Regions from separate parts of the Xenopus laevis genome. Here region 2 is linked to region 1. The links are chromatin contacts, called in public Hi-C maps. All regions are on one chromosome and are shown on one strand. The core of a region is the stretch at or near the end of the contact, and the rest is flanking DNA. Distances in the headings are between cores, read along the strand shown. Region 1 holds the start of plcxd2.L (PI-PLC X domain-containing protein 2). Region 2 overlaps cuedc1.L (CUE domain containing 1 L homeolog).

Region 1 (7,250 bases), core at 3,043-5,542:
GTGTTATGTGGGCCTCTTTATCAAATTTTGGTTTGGAAGCCGGAGATCCTCTTTAATAAATAAATAGTTTAACATGCTGATAAAGTGAGTGTCCTACTGTATGTACTATTAGGTTTGTTTTGATTTTCTAATAGTAATAAATGTATTTCCTTTTTATGCTTCTTTATCCTCATTTATTTTAGATTTTCATACTTTTCTTGTGAGTTTATTTTAAGATGCCTTCAAGTATATCTTAACTGCAATTTAGATGTCTTTTATTCATTATAATCATAAAAGATAAAAGCTGGAGTTAAATATATGCACTTGTGTGGTTTAACAAAGAGAGGTACAGCCACCAAACTGACTTCCAAGACCCCAAATTACTTCAGTACCCAGAGTATAATCACCATTTGGCAAAAGATATAGGGAATATCAACCATATGGCGACTTAATTCATGCAGTTAGTGCCTTTGCTTTTCCATTAGTGCATATACCTATATTTCCAGGGAAAAATCATGCAAGTGTGCACTATTTTGAATAATCGTATGTGGAGAATAGTGTTGATTAAATTCACCATTCCCTGGTATGTCAGTAACCTTAATTTTAAGGGTTCATTCATACAGATGGGGCATTTCACCCTGCATTGCCCTGAGTTCAGTTTTCCTGCAGCAGGGGAGCACAACTTGTTCTTCTTTATCAAACGTGTAGTAGTACAAAATTCTGTGAATATATTCCTGTGGTGCTCAATCTGGAAACCTTGATGCAAACCTCAAAAAAATCAGATGGCACACACTCTGGCAATCGTGCTACATATTTGAGGTTTATTGAGATTCCCACACCTCTTCTTTATCAAACTGTACTGACACAGGCACATCCAAGAACCAAACACAGGTGGAACCCATAGTGTTGCGTTCCACTTGCTTCAGCTCTTCAGTGCACCTGTGTCAGTAAGGGTCCATGAGGAAGCTCCGGCTGCTTTTTGTTCTGTGCTCCCCTGCGGTGGAATGCAGGAAAAATAACGATATGATGAAACGCCCGTCTGTAAGAACCCTTGGTCTGAATACCTTAGTAAAAAATCATGGTATGTAGAAATGGATTCCAAAGTACAACTATTTATTTTGTAAACTCACCACATGTGATTCATCCAGGGAGTAATGGAATGAGTTATTGGGTGCTTTTTTAACAAGAAAAAATATCTAAGGTGAAATGCTGGTAGTACTGGTAGTAACATGATATAGAGTTCTGGCAGGACATAGCTTTCTGTGGCAACATTTGCTAAAATTTATAAAGATCCAGGAAATCGTATCAATAGTACTGATTATACAAAGCCTAGGTTCTTGAAAGCAATGGACAAGGGGTCCAGCTTTAAAGCTCAATATTATGAACCAAAGGGGGCCCGCCCAAATATAGAGTTGAAAATTTCCTTAAAGAACAAGTAAAGGCTTATCTTTATACTTAGGCAAGAGTGACACCTTGTGGAGGCTTTTTATCATTTTCTCAATCTACACCTTTTATATAGTACGGAGCTCTTTGCATTTTATTCTGCGCAGACACAACTCCTGAGGGGGAAAAGGTTTGCAACTGTCAGTTTGTCCAAGCACTTAGGTCTGCAGTTCTTTCATAGCAAACTCTCTGTCCAGTGCAGAATTATTTTTGTTTAGTTTTGTTCTGCAAATTCTACTGCAACTGTAGTTGTGTTTTGTCACAAATCATACATAGTTGCACTGAAAAGTGAGGATGCCATCATTTTCGTCCTAATGGCGCATGTGCCATACTCTAGGTGCATGTCAGCGACTGGCCACTGTGGGATCCCTGGAGCTACTGCCAGCCTGAAGGTGGTGGAAGGGCCAGCTACAATTACACTGGAATTGTGGGGGAAAACTCAGTCAGTGATTTAAAGATAGATTAGTGTCACTAATTGCATAGTGAAGGTGAATACATGTATGGAATCCATTATTTTGAATAAACTCAATAGGATTGCTTTGCCACCAATGTGGATTTATGTAGCTTAGATAACATCGAGTACCAGGTACTGTTTTATTATTACAGAGAAAAAGGAAATATGGATTATTTGCTTAAAGGGGGTTGTTCACCTTCCAAACACTTTTTTCAGTTAAGTTGTTTTCAGATTGTTCACCGGAAATAAAGCCTTTTTTCAATTCCATTTTTGTGTAACATTTTCTAAGTTTCTAAGTTTAAAGTTGAATTTTCCTGTCTCTGGTGTTTCAGTCTGGCATCTATTCAGGTGCAGAATATAAACTGTTATAATTTCACAACATTTAGTTGATACATTTCCCAAGAGCATCTGTAGAATATTAGCATCTATTGTATTAAATATTAACAGCTGCCTTTAATGAAACCCAGGGCTTCTGCTCAGCAGGGCCATAAATAAGATATTTATCAACTAAATGTTAGCAATTTAGAACAGTTTACAGGGTCAGCGACACCCCCCCCCCCCCAGCTGCTTTAGAAAGATAAAGGAAGGCGAAAAATGAAACTTTACACTTCAATATTGGAAAAATCGGGCACAAATAGAGGATAGAAAATAATTGGAAAAAGTGAACTGTTATATATTATAAGTGACCGAGGAGTTTCATGACCATACAAAAATACGAGGCCGAAGGCCGAGTGTTTTTATACAGGTCATGGAACTCCGAGGTAACTTCTAATATCCTTATATTTTACAACTGGGGGTACTTTATTTATTATAATACACACGTTTCAGTGAGTCATGTGACAGAAATGACATCAGAACTCACCGTTTATAAGGATATCATTTACAAGATATTTTTGTACATTATTATGGAATTGTAACACCTATTTGGGCCATACGGGGTTAATTCACCAGTGACTTAACGTGACTCTAACACTTCAGGCTAGGGCCTTCGCTATATGGAAGATTAAAGGTGTGGTGTAGTGTAACTACAACTCCCACAGGCTACTGTGCAATAACAAAAGACTTGGGCGCCAGGAGGTTCTTAATAAATCAGGAACAAGGTTTATTGAACTATGCACGAGGCAAGTGACATCAGGTTTCTACTCACGCAGGGGTTGAGGCAACATCATATAGAGAGTTCACACAGATCTGCAGGCAGGCTCACTTAGAGCAGACACAGGCTGACACTCCCTGGGGACAAACTTCACCTCTGCGACTTATTCTAGTAGTGGTCTCTGGATCAACCTCAGGGCAATCACTCTCTCCTGATTCCCTCTCAACTGGGTCATCCCTATACTACAGGCAATATGGCCTGGGAGAGATACCTCCAATCTATCACTCCTGCGTTGGAGCTCAGAACTGCTCTTTTCTCTCTAACCTGCCTTTCTCTACTAGAGAGACTATGACAAGTCTGCCCTAGTATATCTATTCCTCATTCACAGGGTTTCCTGGTCCCCGACTTGGACACATGCCTGTTGTACTCAGCCCCTCTGAGCGCACCCAGCTGGATCAGCATCCAGAGGCGGAAGAGGCCACTCCTTACACACACTATAGTGCAGTGTAGCAGGAAGCTGTCACACCTCTCCTGGCAGATCACTCTAAGAAAAAGGTGGGGGCCTTAAAGCTGCAGGGCAGATTAACCCATAGGGGCCCCTTCAGAATATACCACAGAACTATCAGTAACATAAAAAGGAAACTAATATGAAAAAATAAGACAATCTCTTATGCAGTCTATTTCAACATTAAAAACAACATAAACAAAAACCAAATGCTTTATATAAAGCTCCCTGGTTACACTTCCTGGTTACTTCCTACTAGACCAGCTAACCAAAAGGTTGTATATTGTATTTATACGAGGAGGCTTAGTTATGCTTTCCCGTATCCTTACTTGCTCCTAGTGGGGCAACACAACTGGTCTGCTGCGAACCTACACAAGGAATAGAACAGCAATGGACGCGTCCTCGATAAAAAAACGTAATTAGCAAGACAAACAGCCTGACCAATAAGAAAACAACTAACGTCAGTTTACGGATACTGGTGAATTTGGTGCCTGTTAGTGAACTACTCACACACGCAAATAACGCTGCCTGCAGAGAAGGCCCAGACTGGCAATCTGTGGGTTCTGGCAAATGCCAGAGGGGCTGCTATAAGCTCCCATAGAAAGTCAGTATTTAGTGAGCTGGTGGGGCTGTTTCGGCCTCTGAGTGGGCCTCTGTGTACCTGAAATGCCAGGGCCTAATTTAATTCTCAGTCCGGACCTGCTGCAGAGGCTGGAACACTTTGTAAATTGTCGGTACCTGCCAATCCCATTCCCATTAAACAATGAGCGAATGTTACCCAGTTGTTTCCTGGTTACAGGGAGAGGGGAGGCGGGGCTATGAAGCTCTGGCTTGACGTGATTTCTTTCTGATTGGGTGATTAGAGCGCCGCTTAGTCAGCAGCTGTCAGGTAAGGCGCTTAACTGTCTGTCCTGAGTTGTCACTTGTGTCCCCGAGATGCGGAAACATGACATTAATCAAGCAGGGAGCAATTTGTGCCAGGCATAACCGGCCCGACTAAACAGCTACCCACAAGAGGAATGCGGTTGGGTTAGATCTGGGCGCGTCGTACTGAGGAGCTCATAGGTGTTCGCATTCCTTGCTGTGATCCTGAAGCGCTACTAGGTTCGAATGGGAATAGACCAAAGACGTGCAGCTGACAGGGATGGCTGGAAAGTGCTATCAGGACTGGATGGGGTCCCTTCCTCCCGCCCTTAGTGTACTGCCAGTGGCTAATCTTGCCATACCAGGTAATACCGTTCCTCTGCTCAAATAGATTGTCCTGCCTTCCTCACCCTATTCCTTTCCACAGGTATTGCAGCCTTTGTGCGAGATTCCAAGGCAGACTCTTGATGAAGCTTACACTATAATGTGAAGGGACATTTCTGGAACTTACCTTAGGGCTGACTAGGTAACATCTGCTCTATGTTCTCATGTGCTTGAGTATGACTTCAATATGACTTCTGACAAACAGGTCACCCTCCAAAATATTTTGTGCTCCAAAAATCTCCTGTTTGATAATATCAGTGGGTGATTGTCACTGCTGTTTTTTTGGACATAACTTTCGCACGATTGCTGTCTTTGAATTAACATTCAACATTGTCTGATTTGTTCTTTTTGCTATTTTATTTAATCAAAATGATAAGTGGTAGGTCGGGAAATTGTAACGAATGATCATTTTTTTTTTCGGACATAAGGATATATCTGCACATCTATGGCCAGCTTTAAAGGAATTGTTCAGTGTAAAAATAAAAACTGGTTAAATAGATAGGCTGTGCAAAATAAAACATGTTTCTAATATAGTTAGTTAGCCAAAAATGTAATATATAAAGGATGGAGTGATTTGATGTATAACAAGTCAGTCAGGACACTACTTCTTGCTTTTCAGCTCTCTTGGTTTACACTGACTGGTTACCCTGGTTACCAGGCAGTAACCAATCAGAGACTTGAGGGGGGGCCACATGGGTCATATCTGTTGCTTTTGAATCTGAGCTGAATGCTGAGGATCAATTACAAACTCACTGAACAGAAATGTACCATGTGGCCCCCCTTCAAGTCGCTGACTAACTCAGTTATAGAGCTGAAAAGCAGGAAGTTGGATTCTGGCTGTTTTATTAGACATCTGTTCACTCCAGTCTTTATATATTACATTTTTGGCTAACTAACTATATTAGAAACATTTTTTATTTTGCACAGACTATCTATCTACACAGTTTTTATTTTCACACTGAACTATTCCTTTAATTGGTTTTATGGTTAGGATTTGGCCAGTGTCGGACTGGCCCGTCGGGATATCGGGAAAAAACCTGGTGGGCCCCCGACCCTTAATGGGCCCCCGCCAGTCCCCTCTCCCGATCGGAATCAACAAAAAATAAAAAAGGTTTTTTTAGGTGCCCCGCAGCGCCATCTGCGCATGCGTGCGCCACCTATTCACTGAGGAGCATTGAGCGGTGTAGTGCCCTGGGCCCCCCAGTCTAACCGTGGATTTGGCACAGGGAGACCTAGGTTTGATTTCTGATCATGAATGTTTTTTGGAGCCTCAGGTACCAATGTTTAGGGGCCCAGTGGCGTAACTAGATATTACTGGGCCCCACAGCAAATTATTTTTCAGGCCCCCAAAATGTTTAGAGGTTGACTTGTTTCTCCAATATTTATTGAAATTGTATATGAATTAGGGCCTCGTGGGACCCCTATACCTCCTGGGCCCCCCTGCAGCCGCAGGGTCTGCTTCCTCTATAGTTACGCCCCTGTTTAGGGCAGATCCCTCAGTGCCTGTTACCGTGCACAATCTGTATCACTATATGAGAATACAATTCTGTTACTATGTTATCTTTACTGAATTTACTTAGTATAAACATTCCAATGGTACATGATTATCCTTTAACATTTGGCTCCTAATGTGTCATTGCTGGGTTCTTGCCTAAAGTCAACCACAGATGTCCTAGTAGGTGTAAATCACTTTATAGAAAACCACAGTTTCAAATCAGATTGTCTCTAGTTCCCAAAACATATATGACTGCTGAACGGATTTTCCATAGAGTTCTCACTTGAATATTTGAGGATATTTTAAAGTACTCATGGCCCTTGTGGACTATGGTAAGGAAACACTTGGCTGCCCTAAATGCCACTGTAAATGACTAGAGTTAAGTTAATCCTGTATATCTCTTTTGCTGTGCATCATAGTGTAATATTTCTCTGAACTGTCCTCATTATTTAAATCCACTCTGACTCAGCTTGTTTTAATACTTTTGATCCTCTTGTGCTTCTGTGAACATTCATTGGTGCTTTTGATATAGATCAACTTTAAACTTTCTGTTAACAGAAAGTTGCTTTAGACTTATTACTGGAAACCCATACCATGATTTGGATGAATGAAAACGTTTACAGATATAAGACTGTGATCATTCAGAACACTCATTTGAGTCCCCCCAACACACCAAACACAGCCTGACCTGTAGTAAGTTAGCTTAATTTTAAAAAAAACACTGAATTGTGTGGCCTGGACAATGGTTGCTTACTGGTTTAGTACTGTTTATGGTACAGGTATCCGTTATCCTGAAATCCGTAAGAAAGCTCTGAATTACTGAAAGTCAGTCGCCCATAGACTCCATTATAATCAATTGATCCACATTTTTAAAAAGCATTTCCTCTTTCTCTGTAATAATAAAACAGTACTTTGTACTTGATCCAAACTAAGATATAATTAATCTTTATTGGAAGCAAAACCAGCTTATTGTGTTAATTTAATGTTTCCATGATTTTCTAGTAGACTTAGGGGATGAAGATCCAAATTAAGG
Region 2 (7,250 bases), core at 1,248-3,747, 400 kb before region 1:
TTAGAGTATGGCGATATATCCTAAAGTTGTTGGCACATTCTTTTAGTTAGCTGGCATAAGTGTTATGCTTCTAATTTACCTCTAAGACACAGATGCACCCTTCTTTATAGCAAGCCCCTTCCCCCAGGGATCCGTGGACTTCTTGTGTGACATCATGATTTTATTTTAATTAAGCCTACTGCATGAAAATGTTGAACAGCTTTAAAGAATTCACTTTTTATCTATAATAGAAATTCCCTATTAATATACTTTAATTTGCTAGAAATTATATACGCTGTGCATATATGGATGCAAAGTCATGACAATTCGAGTAGGGCACTGTTGTATAAATTCCCTATCAACCAAAATAAATGTATTTTTTTTGTGTTTATCAGCTACAAGGAAGAAATTGTTTGAAATCGCCAGAGCTTTTTCAGAGAAAACGAAAATGAGGAAGTCGAAAAGGAAACTTTTGCTCAAGCATCAGATGTATCCTTTATTAAAGCTATATTATTGGCTAAACAAGGCATTATACTAAAAATCAAATTTTAGGCTAATTGTTCGAAAGTCCTGCATTGTAAAGCTTTATGCATATAACATCCAGCCTGTTAAAACAACAGAGATCTCTGCTTTTATAGAAACCTAGACATCCAGTTGCTGAGGACTGCATTGTACAGTTCATTGATTCCGCAAGCACGTTTTGTTTAATATGACAGTAATCAACATGACCTAGATTGTAATGATGGGTGAAAATTTTCACCAGGTTTTGCCACAAAGAAATGCCCATAGACTCATGTATTGTAAAGAAAAAAAAAAAAAAAGAGTTTTGATGGCTTGGAAAAAGTCACTGAAACTGGACAGATTCGTCCGTCACTAATTATAATCACTTCTATTTTTATTTAAATGGGCCGCTGTAATATATGGTACTTATCTAGTTTCCTTCTTATAAATTACTGGGAAACCACATTTCCGAATGTTATTGGCGCTATAATCAGTTTCTAGTAAAGGTTGTCTGCACAATAATTTGTTTTCTTTTATATATGCTTATAGTGGAGATTTGCAATAATAACAAAATAGAGCAAATGCACACCAAAAAAAAAAACCACTAACCCCCTTTATGTAATAAAAGGAACTAAGTTTGCCCAGGACCAGTAACCCACTAATATAAGATATTTGTTTTTAAACATGCCATCTGCTGATTGGTTGCTATGAATTACTGCTCCTGGGTAAACTTAGTGTATTTTATTACATAACCACATAAAAGCAGTAAGGCAATTTTATAAAGGCTCGGTCAAATTTAATACATAGTCAATATGATAAAGAACTGTCTTAAAGTCTGAAATCTAAGTCTATATAAAGTGTAAATATACTTTTAGTATTTGTCATGGTATGCATGTGTTCTGGTTTGTTATTAGTAGGTCTGTAGGTTACTTAGGTGCTTCACTTGCCATTTACTTTAAAGGGGAACTCCACAAAAACATAACTTAAGCTTTTTGAAAAGTAAACATAATTTGAAGCAACTTTGCAATATACATCAATTAAAAAAACATGCACACATTTCATGATTTTTAATGGTTTCTGACAGTTCCCTAAGCCTAGCCCCCTCTCCTGCTGATCTTTCTGACTACTTTGCTGAGCTGACTGACTACTGTTACTTTGTATCAACAGCCAACATCCTCAGCCTGCATCCTCCAAACCCCACAATTCCCTGTACATGTGATTTCAAGAAGGAACAGAACATCATAGTGCAATGCATTGTGGGTTATGTAGTTCCTGCATGCTGTCCCCATGCTGTTTCCCAAAATATTGTGTATACATATTGTACTACACTGGTTCTGTGTACTAGCCTTCAGTATATACCTTATGTGGTTTATGCGAAGTGTTGAATGGTGCATCAGGGAATAGCTGCCAGAATGTTTTAAGCTTTTGGATCAGTGCAGTTGGACATCTATTTTCTGTACATTTACAGGCAATTTGAATTGCTTTTTATGGAAAGCAATTCTTGCATTGTCTCCAAGAAATGCAAACAAATTGCCATGCCTGACATGCTGAGTGCATTTATGTTCATCTTTGGAAGAGAAGTACATCTCTTCCATTAATACTTTTACTTTGCATGGCCTGTAAATTTTAAGGAAAAGTACATTTAAAGTTGAAAATTGGAAACAACTGGGATGTGTAGATTAGGTTAGAAGGACAAGAAAAGGCTTTCATTAATATGTGTTCCACATTCAGCAGAGTCATGAGATATATCGATTATTAACATGATGGACACATTCTAGGCAGAATTTTGGCGACCTGTTAAAATTAGGGAGGCAATTCAGGATTTAGTTCAGGATTCAGGCTTTTTTAGCAGTATTCTCGGGAATTCAAGTGCCTGGCCAAATTGATTCCAAAACTGTAAAATCACATGCGCAGCACCGGGCCCCTAGGCCCTAGGTTGTAGCGCATGCCCACAGTACCTCACGCAGGCAAAAGAGTGTTGGCGTGCAATCACAGGAGCACTGGGCAGCAGCGCGTTCCCATTGCTCCCCATAGGGCGGCATGCCGCCCCGAAAAATGTGCCGCCCTAGGCACAGGCCTCAAATCCGGGCCTGCACGTGCATTTTTGTCACACATACAATTAAGCTGCAGTTTTTTTCCACGCCCCCTGTGCGTACAGTTCTTCTTGCTTTTTCCCTACCCAGATTTGCATATGCAAATTAGGGTTCATATTTGGTCCAGGACTCATGAAAGATTTGGCCGAATCGCAAAACAGTGGATTCATTGCATCCCTAGTTAAAATGAGTGTGTTGGTTGAGGAGTATACTTAGGCAGTAAGTTTCCTTTTTAAGGTGGCTTTATTTTTCTACTGGTAATATTAAAGTTCAGTATGGTAATCTAACCCAATGCAGCTGTTATAATAAAATAAATAATTTTTTTTCTTAATGAAAACTTCAGCCTTGGAACAGCTGCCTCCACAGCAAACCTTCTGGATAATGTTGAAGTTCATTCATGCGGTAAGCACAGTAAACCCAAAAACCTGTTGTAACTGAACCTTTGTTTTAAAGTAAAAATAGTTTGCCTAGAATTTCGGTGCCAATGGCTGTTGAACACATCTATCATTCTTAGCCAGCTTCTTGTTACAGTCACCTGCCAACTGGTTGAGTATATTGAGCTGCAGTAATATTATTACCTTATTATTTACCTGCTAAACTAAAACAAAAGAATGCTGTACACTTACAGCATTGAAAACCGAGGTTTAGTGTCAACAACCAGAGGAAATCTACTTGAAAAAAGTGGCCCAAGCAGTGGCTCAAGCAGCATAAAAATGTGGTACATACTTACCCCAGATGTTGCTGTAACACATATTCAACTGCAGGAATTGAATATTTACATACAAAGTACATTTTTATATATAATTTTATATAATATATATTTTATATAACATTATAATATAATATTATTTTATATATATATTTAATTTTATAGGCTTTTTCACTAAATGATTTTGTAGGACTTCATAGCAATCACTGTTCTAGATTTCTATTGGTTTTCTGAAAGGGAATTCACATCTTCAACTTTTTGTAGATGAAGATGCGCAGACAAAGTCAAGACAGCAGAGCCGTGAAGAAAATGAAACACTGAAAGGACAACCAAAGTAGGTTTTCTTGTAATATTTACAAGAACTAAATGCCACCTGGTCAGTATTTTACTATTCCAACTAGTAAAAAATACTTTGTAGTGTTTGTAGTAGGAAGAAAATACAGTGGTATGGAGGCCAGGATTTATTTCCAAAAATTTGCCAATCTTGTAACAAACTAAAGGTGGCCATTCACGGGCAGATTGAATAAAAAGAACCACTCGTTGGGTGATCTTGCCAAACAAGCAGGTCTTATAGTGTATGGCCACCTTAGTCGGTAGCTTTTATTGACTAGCTTATATTATTAATATATATTATAAATGGTTATATTATTATTGATCTAATCAATTATATCTTTTCCTAATAAGTCATGGCCAAAGCCCAACAGTCAGACAATATGGATTACACATATATATTGCTTGGATCTAGAAAATGCCTTACCTGTACCCAGATGTACTTTGTGCTTCTACTGGACAAATGGAAATTAAAATTATACCACAGATATTATTTAAAAAACACTAGTGGCAGTTACATTAAAATGTAGTGCATTAATGCATTAAAACTCACATAGTACAGAATACAAGGGAACCTGCTCTGTTGTTTCATAGATGAAAAATTCTAGCAATCAGGAATCTGTCATCAATCACCCATTTTTAGTTTGACATTTATCCTTTCAGGTTAAAGCCTGTGTCACCTCCCTGGTCACCATTTCAGTGATAACAATACACTACAATTATGTTGATCTAGTAAAATGAAAATTTCAAAATAAAAAATAGTTTTTGCATGCACATGCTGCAGCCCAGTTATGTATACCTTGTTATATTGAGAGGCATATAAAAGTGTGTAAAATATGTATGCCACAAAAGTAGTGTAAACATAATATAAAATAAATGGTGCAAAAGGCTCCTATGTTGGCTTTATTTGTGAATTAAAGGAAAACTATACCCCCCAAACAATGTAGGTCTCTATAAAACAATATTGCATAAAACAGCTCATATGTAAAATCCTGCTTCATGTAAATAAACCATTTTCATAATAATATACTTTTCTAGTAGTATGTGCCATTGGGTAATCATAAATAGAAAATTGCCATTTTAAAAAATAAGGGCCCGCCCTGTGATCGTAGGATTCACTGTAGTCACAAACATACCAACAAACCATACATGTTAGGTCACATGAGCCAATTAACAGACAGGGGCTCATTTATTAACGCAGCGCAGCGCTAAAAAGAGCGCAGTGGCCAGACATTTGCCCAGCGCATGCGAGTATTTAATAATGTAGCGCACGATACCTTAACAGTGCGATTTGTGCGCTAATGTAGACACAAGACAGGTGCGACGTGTGAAACTGCGTATCAGCTGTCGCAGTGCTTATAATAAATTGTGCGCACAGGAAGATACCGCAAAGGTAAGGATTAGTTGTGCTCATGTATGAATGCGCTGCTTTAATTAGTTGCGTCACATATTGCGCATATTGCGTTCACTTAGACGCATCTGCATTTGTTTCTGTGCTAATATTTGTTTGGTTGCAAAGGTGTTTAGCCTACCTGATACCCTTAAAGGAACCTTGGTCAATATAAACATGTTGGGTGGAAGGCGTGGTTAATATGCACTTTACAAGGGTTGTTCATCTTGAATATACTAGCGCAGCTGGGCAGGAATGCGCATTTTGAAGAGCGTTACTATTACGCCACGAAGAGGCAGGCGTAAAAATTGTGGTGCTGTTGCCCGGGTGCAGTTTTGCACATATACAGACGCAAATCTGCGACGGCCGCAGTGCAAGCGCATTGTAGCCACGCCCACAGCCACGCCCCTAACAACCACGGCATCGTTTGCGACATAAATGCCCAATCTTTTGCGCAATGCGCATAAACAAAACCATCGCAAAAGCTCTGTGTTATGCGCAATATCACGCAAATATATTAGCGATCACGCTTGTGATGGCGCAGACAACCTTTTGCGTCCACTTATGCGCTGCGCTGCTTTAATAAATGAGCCCCACAGTGTTGTGTCTTTTGCTTCCACACTTCTTCCTGTTACAGTTAGAGTTGTAGTATTTCTGGTCAGGTGATCTCTGAGACAGCACAGAGACCATCACGAAATGGTGGCTCAAGGCAAGAGATGTAAAAGGGCAATATTTACTTAAATATATATTCCAATTTGGTAAGATTCTTTAATATGCCACTTAATATGATATGAACTATCTGTTGCTTAAGTGTTCATTTTGGGGGTATAGTTTTCCTTTAACATCATGCATCATGATTACATGATTTCAGTAAGGTAGTAAAAAAAATTGTGCTTAAAAGGTGGTGTAAAAAGCAATGTAAATATGATAATGCTCTACATGGTTTGTATGTGTCTTTTTTAAGAAGGCTAATGTCAGCTGTCCATGTATTGGCAGTGGAGGAAAGTATAGGAAGGCATTGGCACAGCAATGTGCAATGATGTATCCATCAACCATCCCTTAGGATGGCGTGATTCAGTTTAAAGTTAACTTTTATTGTGTTACAGAATGTCCAGTTCCTAATACCCTTGCAGTTAATCTTTATATTTTTTCTTTATAGTTTTTGAGTTATTTGCTTTTCTATTCTACCTCTTTTCAGTGTTTAAAAGGGGGTCACTGACGGCAAAAAAACGATTGCTCTGTGAGGCTACAATTTTTTTGCTCTTGTTACTTTTTATTACTTAGCTTCTTATTCTGTCCCCCTCCTATACTTATTCCAGTCTCTTATTGAAACCACTAAGTTGCTGAAATACCAGGCTGGAGAGCTTCTAAACAAAAATATAATATACTGAAAAACCAAATTCAATATAAAGACCAATTGCAAACTGTGTAAGAATATCACTAAATTACACTACTGTACATTAAGTTAATTCAAAAGTGAACTTTCATAGGTATGAAAAGAAGGACAAAGAAAAATCATTTGAGGGCAATGACAGACCAACACCTGTCTCATACTGTTCTCAGTGCATTAACCTCTATTTTCTTTAGTCTTTAATGTATCTATCAACAACACTCTGCAAATAGAGCTTGGCTTTAGACTGAAGGGTGGGAGAAATAGGGGTAGGATAAGAAGAATAGAACATGTAGATAATTATCATTTACTTATATATTTATCAGTTTTTATTTTGATTAACCAAGTATTGAAATGAATCTTGTTTTAATTAATGCTCATTTATATTTCAGGTCCTAATTCCAGGCCCTTTGTGAAGAAAACTGCTCATCAAAGCAAGAGGAAATAGATTTGGATTTTGTGCTTCAGTTACTTTTCTTTTCTTTGTACAAACACAAATACAAGGCACAATTTTTTAATATGTCATAATTGCAGCCAAACCGCAATATTTGTAGCAGTCATACTGCTGAAATATAGTGGTAAAATGGCACAACATATTACCTAGATCATTTTCATCTGTATTATTTTGTATTTTATTTTGTCAGGGATACAATTCCTCTTTCTGTATGAAAACAAAAATATTAAGGAAATTTCTGTGCACAACACAAAAGCTGTTGATTTTCTTTTGAATAACACGAAATGACCAAGTGCAATAAACAAATAATTTTTATGTTATATGTTTGTGGGGGAAGAAACACTTGTCTTTATCTAACCCATAGGCTTGCAAACTCTGGGGCTGCCCCCTAAGGGGCTTGAAGG

Evidence for each region. Hi-C and Micro-C count contacts between places; a contact is called where the count stands out from the background.
Region 2: a Hi-C map of the XL177 cell line shows a contact between it and region 1, with 4 times the contacts expected there. The contact joins the enhancer-like site here to the promoter of plcxd2.L in region 1. A contact is called at or near these places in 2 of 4 Hi-C or Micro-C datasets (the XL177 cell line and the XTC cell line).

What each region holds. Positions count from the first base shown.
Region 1 is chr2L:62,662,098-62,669,347 of Xenopus_laevis_v10.1, reverse strand. plcxd2.L (PI-PLC X domain-containing protein 2) reads left to right here and starts at 4,292. Exons shown (of 4, transcript XM_018246462.2): 1 at 4,292-4,703. The coding sequence starts at 4,619. nectin3.L (nectin-3) reads left to right here. Exons shown (of 9, transcript XM_041581950.1): 9 at 1-820.
Region 2 is chr2L:63,057,763-63,065,012 of Xenopus_laevis_v10.1, reverse strand. cuedc1.L (CUE domain containing 1 L homeolog) reads left to right here. Exons shown (of 11, transcript NM_001086219.1): 8 at 375-468; 9 at 2,917-2,975; 10 at 3,547-3,616; 11 at 6,785-7,250. The coding sequence ends at 6,791. Among protein-coding and RNA genes, the nearest start is that of guca1c.L, 63 kb to the right of the region's middle. Within about 2 kb of position 2,497, at least 1 of the 7 cell types and tissues checked has an H3K27ac peak or open chromatin away from gene starts, as enhancers often do.